Regions from separate parts of the Mus musculus genome. Here region 1 is linked to region 2. Evidence: chromatin contacts called from public Hi-C data. All regions are on one chromosome and are shown on one strand. Each heading gives the region's core, a stretch centred on a gene start, on an enhancer-like site or on the middle of the called end of the contact. The rest is flanking DNA. Distances are from core to core; before and after follow the strand shown. Region 1 overlaps Eya2 (EYA transcriptional coactivator and phosphatase 2). Region 2 overlaps Slc13a3 (solute carrier family 13 (sodium-dependent dicarboxylate transporter), member 3).

Evidence for each region. Hi-C and Micro-C count contacts between places; a contact is called where the count stands out from the background.
Region 1: a contact with region 2 is called in a Hi-C map of cortical neurons, with 3 times the contacts expected there. The contact joins two enhancer-like sites. A contact is called at or near these places in 1 of 484 Hi-C or Micro-C datasets (cortical neurons) and 1 of 9 other capture datasets (embryonic stem cells).

Annotation. Positions count from the first base shown.
Region 1 is chr2:165,743,218-165,748,327 of GRCm38.p6, reverse strand. All of the region lies in intron 9 of Eya2 (EYA transcriptional coactivator and phosphatase 2), which reads right to left. Among named protein-coding and RNA genes, the nearest start is that of Gm29993, 14 kb to the right of the region's middle. Within about 2 kb of position 2,442, at least 27 of the 459 cell types and tissues checked have an H3K27ac peak or open chromatin away from gene starts, as enhancers often do. A contact at or near this core is called in cortical neurons, where this site is marked.
Region 2 is chr2:165,414,949-165,419,918 of GRCm38.p6, reverse strand. All of the region lies in intron 10 of Slc13a3 (solute carrier family 13 (sodium-dependent dicarboxylate transporter), member 3), which reads left to right. Among named protein-coding and RNA genes, the nearest start is that of Ocstamp, 17 kb to the right of the region's middle. Within about 2 kb of position 2,443, at least 55 of the 459 cell types and tissues checked have an H3K27ac peak or open chromatin away from gene starts, as enhancers often do. A contact at or near this core is called in cortical neurons, where this site is marked.

The sequences.
Region 1 (5,110 bases), core at 1,193-3,692, 330 kb before region 2:
TTTTATTTCTTGGGTGGAAGAGAGACCGTAAAACTATAAAAAGTGAAAGTCTTTCCTAAAACGAAATCAATCTGATGTGCAATAATCAGGAGAGAAGGTAAGGGGCGTGGCTTGGAACCATGTGGGCAGCAGTTGGTTCCTGAGCCAGAGAGATGGGCGTGGCTTGGAACCATCTGGGCAGCAGTTGGTTCCCTGGGCCAGGGTGATGGCTCACCGGTGGAGAGCTTGTAGCTCTGCCAGAGGTTTGGTTCCCAGCACCCACATCAGGTAGCTGACAATCACCTGTGGCTCTGGCCTCTGGAGGCACCTAGGCGTGGTGGTGCACACACATACCACCCATCCATCACCACACCCGGGAGAGGCTGATCTGGTGGATGTAACACAGAATGGCAGCCATCTGCCCTGTTACCCACAGCAGTTTAATTAGGGTGTGCGGATCCCTCTGTGACATGTTTCAGGTACTGGAACTCAGAGATCCACTTGCCTCTGCCTTCTGAGTGCTAAGATTAAAGACATGTACCACCATGCCCAGTTTATAGTCCAGTTTTTTTTTTTTTTGAAAACCTTTAAAAATTTTTATGTTTTTTAAAAAAATGTAGGAGTGCTCTGATTCCATAGAAGCCTCCATGTCAGAAGAGGGCAGCTTATTTCCCAGCCTATTTCTTCCAGGCAAATCATGACTCCAAGGCCACATTACTAACAAGAGGCAAAAGCTGGGATTCGAACCCAGGACTTTCCAAAAACCAACCAACCAATCAAACAAACAACAAAACCCCTAAAACTAAAAACTTCATTCCCTGAATATATCTTTGCAGAGACAATGACATAAACCAAAATACTTTACTACGACTACAGTGAAGGCAACGATCATGTTTCTTTTGATAAATGCCTATTTTAAGACGGCAGTTGTCTACTTGTTAAGATTTAAGCTGGGGCCAGCAAAATGGCTTAGTGGGTAAAGGCACTTTCTGTGTTAACTTGGCAACCTGAATTTGATTCTTGGGACCCAAACAAGGATAGAAGATGGGAATCATCTCTACAGAGTTGTTCTCTGAATGCATATGTGCACACACACACGTTGTGTGCATACACACATATACTTACATACATACATACACAAAACACATTCACACACAAGCTGCACACACACACACACAGCTCCATCTCTTTCAATGTGTTTCTGAAAGATGGCTGGTGGATGGTTAATAACTTGAATAGGCTGGTTAACTTTTTTTTCTTATGTTTCTGGATATAAGGGCTCTGTACATACCAGGCAAGTGCTCTACCACTGAGCCTCACCCAGGCCACAGAGGGCACATCAACATGCCTATCACTTGCCTGGAAGGCCCCATACATACGCCTCATACATTGCATGACATACATACGCCTCACTGAGCCTCTCTGAGACCCACAGCTCAGTGGTTATTATTTCCAGAGGAGGCCTTCTGGGTATCTGCATATCTAATCTCCACCCCTAATGCCAATAGCAATCTCTCCCTTCCACCCAGCGATGACAGTCACAGACTTCTCCAGACTTGGCCCAACAGGTCCCAGGAGCCGTCACTCCAGTTTTGAAGATCCAGTCTGAAGGACCCGAGATGAGAGAAAGTGCGGTGCTCAGACAGCAGCGTTAGCAAACTAACTTTGAATTTCAATGTGGAAAACCACTGAAGTGAAGCTAGCTTTCTAACACAGGCACAAACTGATCTACAGTATAAACAAGAATGAAAAAAACCACAAAGAAACCCAGGGCTGGGGCCGGTAGAGGGCCTTCTTAGCTTGTATAAAGCAGGAGTTCGATCCCAGTCAGTGCCATAAACCCAGGGGTGGGTTATGTGCCACCCACCTAATCTCAGCAATAATCTCAGCACAGAGGTGGGGATTCGGAAGTTCAAGGTCATCTTTGACTGTCTAGTGAGTTCTAAGCCAGCCTGGGCTACATGAGACCCTGCCCCTACCTCTAATTAAAAATCTCCCAACCATAAGGGCAGGAGGTGCCTCTTTTGTGCCGTAGGGAGGAAGTGAGACCCAGTAGTTTGAAGCACCCACACGGAGGACCTGGGTACATACTGGGACTCTGCCTGTATTTTCTGAAGGTGACTTGGGGGTGGCTCACTTAACGTCATGCCCCCCATCCTGACCTGAAGAGCCACAGTATCCACTTCTGAGAGATGGGTCAACAGGGATAGCCTGGCCACAGGGAAAGCCTCCGCTTTCGGGATTGGTTAGACTGTCCGTCCAATGGGCCTCTCTGGCCACACCTATCCTGTAAACTCGGTTCTTCCTCCCTCAGATGCCACCTGGAGAAAGGTTTGGGGGCAGAGGGAGGGTGATGGCTTGGCACTGTGCCACCCCAGGCCCCTTCCTCTGCTGTCAGGACCCAGACTGCCCTGGAGCCAGGCTTGTGTCTCCGAGTGGTGCTGTCTGGGCTTGCCCACGTTCCGTGCGCAGGGTGGGTGTCTCGCCAACGCTAGGGCTGGCTCACAGCCCGCCGCCTGCGGTCGCCTTGCTTTTTCTTCTGTGTCAATTACCCTGCCACCCCCATCTTCAGTATGATATGCAGGAAGATATACTATTGCACCCATTTTGGTCTGAAGACCCCCTCTCTTCTTTAAAAAAAAAATCCCACCTGCGCACACAAAACCAATTGAAGCCATCACGCCATCTAAATCTACTGGGCCTTTAACTATTCCTGCCAAGTAGTTGTTTAGAAGCCGAACAAATAATCACTCTGCCAGGAGGAAGAAAAGTACTAATTAAAGCTATTCATTAAAGCAGCTCGCTTATTCTGTGGGGTTTATCTCTCTGAGTGTCAGCCAGAGGTTAGGGGCGGATTAGCACACAGTGGAAGGCTAGGCCAGTTAACCCTCCTCCCTGCGGTTAGCCTTAAATAATAAAGTTGTCATTAAAAGCATGAATTTAATGGTTTTAATTGGGTTTAATTACTTGGAAACTCCTGGAAAACAGATCAGCTTGTTAGAGAAAGAAAAAGAAAAGAAAAAAAAAAACTTTAAAAGAGAAAGACAAGAAAATGATGGTCGTGAAGAAGAAAAAAAAAGGTTAATTCATGTGTTTGAACAGTGAAGGAAAACAACACAGACCGAAAGCCCCTTAAACTTGCTTCCTTGGCAGTTCCAGAGAACAGGAGAGTGAGAAAAATAGGAAAATATCAACACATGGGTTTATCTGTATGAACAAGAACTCCACCAAAGACCTCGGGATAAATTCCATCACCGTGACAAGAGCCAACTGAGGACCTGACATGGAATCAGCACCAAGAGGAAGAAGGCAGCCCGCTCGCTCTCTGGGTGTCAGGTAGCTTCACAGCACATGGACTGTTATTGGCTTTAAGTCGTTTATGTTTAACGAACACAATGCCTTCTAGATGTGGCATTTTTCACTCAGTCCAAGACCAGAAACCCAAAGCCAGAAGCACAGAGGAGGCCGCGGACTCCATCTTGTTTCCCCTGTACGCTGTCTCCATTGCAAGTGGGAAGACTTTGAAAGCCAGGCTGAGACCATCACTCTAACATGAGCCGGTTCCAGGACGGTCCAGGATGGAGAGGCGTGGGATGACAGTGTAGCCTGGTGTATCTACAGAGTGCTTTGAACACACAGGGATAGACGGGACCACCCCTGTCCCCACCAGCACCCCATGTTGCCTGCTCTTTGTACATTACGGTAGCAATCCTTCACATCCCCTCTTGCAGACACAGCACCGGACACAGCCAATAGCATGCTTTTTATTTCTTTGAGACAAGATTTTGCTCTGTGTCCCAAACTGACTTTCAAACTGGAAGGGAATCTCCTGCCCCAGTCTCCCTAGTGTTAGACTATAGGCATCAGGCCCCACTACTGGTTCCAGGGGCCTGCTTCTAAAGATTTACTTCTTTTTCTGTCCACAAATAAGGTTTTGTTGAAACACAACCACATGGACAATTTGTGTATTGCCTTTGGTCCCATTACAACCACCATGTTCAGCACTTGCGACAGAGCCTATTTGGTCCTTGAAATTAAATTTCTTTTCTTTTCTCTTCTTTTCTTTATTTTTCTTTTCTTTTCTTTTTTCTCTTTCTTTCTCTCTCTCTCTTTCTTTTTTCTTTCTTTCTTTCTTTCTTCCTTTTTTGATAGAAGGTCTGGTTGGCCTTGAACCCTAATCTTCCTAGCTCCAGGCCTCCGAGTGCTGGGGTCATAGATATGTGACATATGGTCATTACCACATGTGGTTTAAGACTCAGTTCTGTAAGACACACTGCCATTCACTTCCTTTATAAGATCTGCCTACCACAGAGCTGACCCCTTCTAAATACCTGTGACGCGTTAATGGGCACATTCCAACTTTGAAACTGAGAAGGCACACGGTGACCAAGCAACTTGTCAGATACAGCTAAGGGGATGAGGCTGGCTTTGAACTTGAGCCATCTGATTTCAGAGTGAACACTCTAGACCACAAGAGGATGCAACACACACACACACACACACACACACACACACACACACACCTATACATAAATACACACACACACACACACACACACACACACACCATACTAAACCCCTCAGCCCTTCTTGGGCAACACAAAAGCAACTTCAGACAGCACGCAAGTGCATGGGAATAGCTGTGTGTCAGTAGAACTTAATTTACAGGGGGTTAGTGGGCTGTATTAGGTACACAGAGCACAAGAGCCTGCTGCCCTAGGACTGGGCTGGGAGCTGTGGGGAGCTGGAGAAACCCTGCATGTTTAAGGAGCTTTCGCTTTGCATGGTAACTAAGGTGTTGGGAGTTTTCTCTCTCTAAGGGACACTACTTTTTGTGGTATGTAGGTACCAATTATGCTGATGTATGGATACAGTGTGCTACGAATTTCCCACAGGATCCGCTGAGAACACATACATCCCCAAACCCTCAGCAATGCTTCTTCTTCGAGACAGGGTTTCTCTGTATATCCCTGTCTGTCTTGGAACTCACTTTGTATTGTAGACCAGGCTGGCCTCAAACTCAGAAGTCCGTCCGCCTCTGACTCCCGAGTGCTGGGATTAAAGGCATGCGCCACCACGCCCGGCGTCCTTGAACTTCTTATTGTTTTAAAGCACATCGTGTGTGTGTGTG
Region 2 (4,970 bases), core at 1,194-3,693:
GGGGGTGCAGGAGGAAGGAGAGGGCTGCTGGGCATGGAGAGAGTGGAAGCTCTGGCCACGCAGGAGTCCAGGCTGTGAGGTGAAAGAGCAGCTGCTGTGGGCACAGGGAGAAACCAGGCTTTGCCAGGGAGGAGGGGCCCCTGTGACAAGGGAGGAGCCAGGAAAGGATGGAGGCTGTGGGCTTAGGAGGAACTGGGACTGTAGAAAGGAAGGGGGAGTCCTGCAGCCCAGGAGGCCTGCTGCTGAGTGGGCCTGGCAGCTATGGCCAGTCTCCTACTGCAGCTCCAGGGAGCAAGCAAGGAGACAGCCAGGTCCTGCTCCCCAGCTAGCCTGTGGGTGTACCTTCAGTGCCTAGCAATGTTGACAGAGGAATGAAGTCTGATGCAGCCCCTGGGGTCCCAAGATAGGCACACACCAAGGCTAGCACTAGTCATGGGGTGACCCAGCGTCACCCCAGGGAGGCCTCCCCACAAACCTCGGAGGCAGATACCACTGTTACCCCCACTCAGTGCAAGAAAGCCAGGACACAGAGAGGTGAAGTGAGTTGCCTAAGGTCACACAGCTATGGAGGTGGGATTCAAATCCAGGCAGGCTGACCCCAAAGTCTGTGGCCTTGACCCTAGTGACACAAATGTCAGAAATTGAGGGCCATTCTCAGTGATTTCTGCTAAACCCGAATCTGTGAGGAGAAAGACCAATTCAACGGCTATCTAATTGAAGCCAGCTTTATTTTAGAGTTGAGCCCGGGACTGGCCAGCTGGTAGTCTCACCCCTGGTCAAGATTTCAGTGAGTAGCTCCTCACTGGCTTTTGGGGGGGTCTCTTTTATGGGGAACAGTGAGTGATCATATATCATAGCGTAGGTGGTCATGGGTATTGATCAAGATACCTTGAAAATGTGTTTTTTGTAAGGCAAAGGGTAATAATCATGGGTTCGTGAGTTCAGCAAGGCAAAGGATGGTCATGCATCCCGGGCTCACAAGGTCAGAACAGGTTAAAAACATGTTTTCCTGGGCACATTGGGTTTAGGAAATAGAAACTCTAAGCTATGGTGACTTAATAACAATGTGTAACAATGTATCTCCTTAAAAACAGTGAGGCTTTCTAGTTCCACAATCTCTGAGACTGAGCTCAGAGGCAGGCTGGGACCAGGGTAAGCACCACCCAGGGACTGAAGCAGTTTCAAGCTTGCCTACTTTCAGCTTCAGGCTTGTTCTCCTGTGAGGTCAGGGTCAGCCAGCCCCGACACCAACAATACAACTGAAGCATCATCTCATTTAATCCTGACCCCTGGCCCTAGGATGCAAGTAATATTTCTATCCCCATTTTACAGATAGGAAAAGTGAGGCAGTGAATAATTGTGTCTCCAGGAACTCTGGATAGGAGCAGTGACCCATTGAATGAACTTGGTTCTGAGGTCTGGAAGCCCCACTGTACCCTCTATAGAGCTTGGATGCCAGGCTGAGGGGCTTTCCAAGCAGTGACCCATTGTCTTCGGAGAACCCCTGACTCACAGCTGCTGCCCTAGCCCCACCCAGCCCATCTCATCCTCTCCCAGTCTACTCCAGTCCATCCCATTCCATTCCACTGCAGTCCATTGAGACAGGGTCTCATGTAGCGAAGTCTGGCATCAAACTTGCTAAGTAGCCAAGGATGGCCTTGAACTCCTGAGTCTCCCACTTTCGGCCCCCACCTCCCGAATTCTGAGATCACAGGCATCAGCTACCATGTCTGTTTAATGCAGTACTAGGGATCAAACCCAGGACATCATGCATCTGAGTTATATCCTCAGCTGCTGTCCCCATTTTAAAGATGGAAGGAACCAATTGCTAACACCGTTTGCTTAGCCAGGAGAGGGCAGCACCAAGAGATTCCAGGCTTACCACGTGAGGATCAGCTCCACCTCCGGCTAAGGATATCTCTGAAATAGGGAAGGGTGAAGTGCCTTCTCACGCGGTGTATCTGGGAAGACTTCCTGGAGGAAGCAGCATGTTAGCCAGGCTTGGAGGGTCAGGCCTTGCAGTGGGACTAGACTGTCTCCATTAGAATCACAGTTTCTTATGTGTGACCTTGGTCAAGTTACTAAATATTCTGGGTCTCAATTCCCCCATCTGTAAAATGGGAATGATGGGGCAGCCACTTGCCATAACTAGTGTTATAAGATGAGGCAGTGCTTAGGGCACGGCCCGATGTGGTTGGCTATCTGGATTAGACATTAGAGAAAAGGCTAGTGGAGGGGATGGGGAAGCTCAGACCTAAACAATTCAGTGGCTGAGGTACGTTTTGATACAGTGACTGGCACTGCCTGGGCCTGGGGCAGGAGCTGCCGGAGACCCTGTACCCCAGAGGATTCCCCAAGCTGGGGGATTGGTGGAGAGGCCCTGCCCCTGGGCTGGGATGCAGGGCCGCAGTGCATGCTGGGAGGCAGTGCTGGGCAGTCGGCCAGGGTTTCAGTTCAGTGAGGCCTTTGTCTACCAGCTGCCCTTCACCCCAGCCTCTGTCCCTAGGCCGCATAATCTGGCCCAGGAGCCACCAGGAAGCTTGCGACACCTCTTGGCTTCTGGACCCTGTCCAGGGTCTTCACCAGGCTGCATCAGGCTGCCCAAGGCTTGAGGATCCCCGGGTGGAGGATAGGTGGGCCCCGACATGTGGCTTCCTCAGAAGTCATAATAGCACTTACTCCGGCCACCTGCTGCAGGGCACGCACTAAATACCCATATACTTCAGCGCTAGGCTGAAAGCGAAGGCTTCCCTGGGCCTCTATTCACATCCGGCCCCTGACTCCCTCCCTGCCAGCATGCGCACCTCCTCTTTCCTTCTCCCTGCAGCTCAATGGCCCCTTGCTCTTCGCCAGCCCGCCACCCCCAGAATGTTCTCTAATGACCTTTCTCTGTGATCTGAGTCCTTGCTCTTCAGGTCTTGATTCCTCAGAGACTGAGGCCATGTTCCTTAAAGCCCAACTCCTTGCCCCTGCCCCTCCCCCTCCTGGTACCCAGTGACTACCAAATAACTCTGCTTGCCGCTTTGAGGCCTCTCCATAGGGAAACTATGAAGCCACCTGTCCTTCCCACCACTGTTCGAGCACCCAGGAGTGGCCTGATGCTTCGTGGCCCTTGCTTTAGCCATTGTCGCATTTACTGGGATAAACTCCCTTACGTAAATGCCTCCTGGTTTGAGGATACAGTCCATGACAGCAAAGAAGGCACATTGTATCCACAGTCAGGAAGCAGAGGGCTTCCTGAGGGGTGGGGGGGATCTTCTCAGTGAAACCTTTCTGGAAACATCCTCATGGACACACCCAGAGGTCTGTTTCCATGGCAATTTCAAGTCCAATTGAGTTGACTGTGAAGATTAGCCACCCCAGAGCTCAGAAGGTCTGCGTTGAGCCACCAGAGAAGTTTCTGGAAGAGAGTGGATCCCTGCCATTGCCATGAGCACATAGGACCTGGAAGCTGCCATAGCTGCTGGCAGGTGACTGTCTAGTGTCTGCTCTTGCACTGGTACGTCATGAATGTAAATCACATCCACCGTACAAATCTACTGGGCTCCAGGAGGTTAAGTCAGAGGCAGTGAGTCGCAGAGGTGGACAGAGAGGCATACTCCTGCCGTCAGCCGGTTTCTGCTGGAAATCACAATCGGTTTTTATGTGTGACCTGTTGATGGTGGCGTGAGCCTACCAAAATGGCTAAGATTCAGAGCCCAAGCTCAGAACACATCTGTCAGCTCTATTCTAGTCAGGGTTTCGGTTGCTGTGATGAAATATCATGACCAAAGCAAGCAGGGAGGAAGGGGTTAATTTCAACTTATACTTCCAGGAAGTAGCCCAGCGCTCACACAGGGCAGAAGAAACCTGAGGCAGGAGCTGGTGCAGAGGTCATGAAGGAATGCTGCTTACTGGCTTGTTCCCCATGGTTTACTCAACCTGCCTTCCTATAGAAACACCAGCCCAGAGGTGGCCCCACCCACAATGGGTGGGCTCTCCCCCCAGCCATTCCTAATTAAGAAAATGCCTTACAGCTTGGAAGCATTTTCTCAATTGAGGTTCTCCCCTTTCAGATAATTCTAGCGTGTGTCAAGTTGACATAAAACTAGCCGGCACACGCTCCCTGTGCCTCCGTTTCTTCAGCCATAAAATAGGAAAGATCGCATCGCCTATTTCATGCATATGGTCATAGAACTTAAATTAATATTAGCAAAGTACTTGGGGCAATGCCCACATGGAGGAAAACACGCTATTGCTCAGCAGATTACTTAAAAAGTAATACATCCTTTCCCGTACCATTTTTATAGACACCCATTAATCCGCAGAGTCATCAGAGGTACAGAGATGTTAGGTCACTTATCTAAGGTCACAGAGCTCTTACATGCTGCAATGGTTAAATGCTCTCTCTCTATCTCACACACACACACACACACACACACACACCAGCCTTCTCTTTCCTCAAGCTTGCTTTGTTTTCTTCTAAGAATTCGTTTGCTGAGCTGAGTCTGCTGTGTATTGCGAGGCCTTTAGAGAGATTTCCCAGGACCCCAGTGTTACATTCTTGCGGCCTTGATTAGTTTCGTGTGCTCTGCCACTCAAAGAATTAAAAGGCAGGGAGGAAATTGAGCTGACAAGTAGCAGCAGGGAAAATCTCAAACAGCTGACAGCAGCAGAGTCGGTGGGAAAAGAAGCTTCGGGTTATTTTTTAGGGATAGGGAACACTCATGTATACACAGAGAGAGAGAGACAGAGACAGAGATGGACACGGAGACAGAGACGGAGACAGAGGAAGACTGAGGGGGGAGGGGAGAGAGAGAGAGAGAAGCTAAAATGCAACCTCTCCATGAAAGTTAGGGTTCTAAGGGTCTTTAAGGCACACCCCTCCCCTGACTCAGGGTTGGTCAGTTTGAACAAAAACAGAGAGGCTAACAGACCCACCACTTTGGGTAAACTCGTCCTGGTCTGGCCTTGTACTTGTTGGTCTGGTC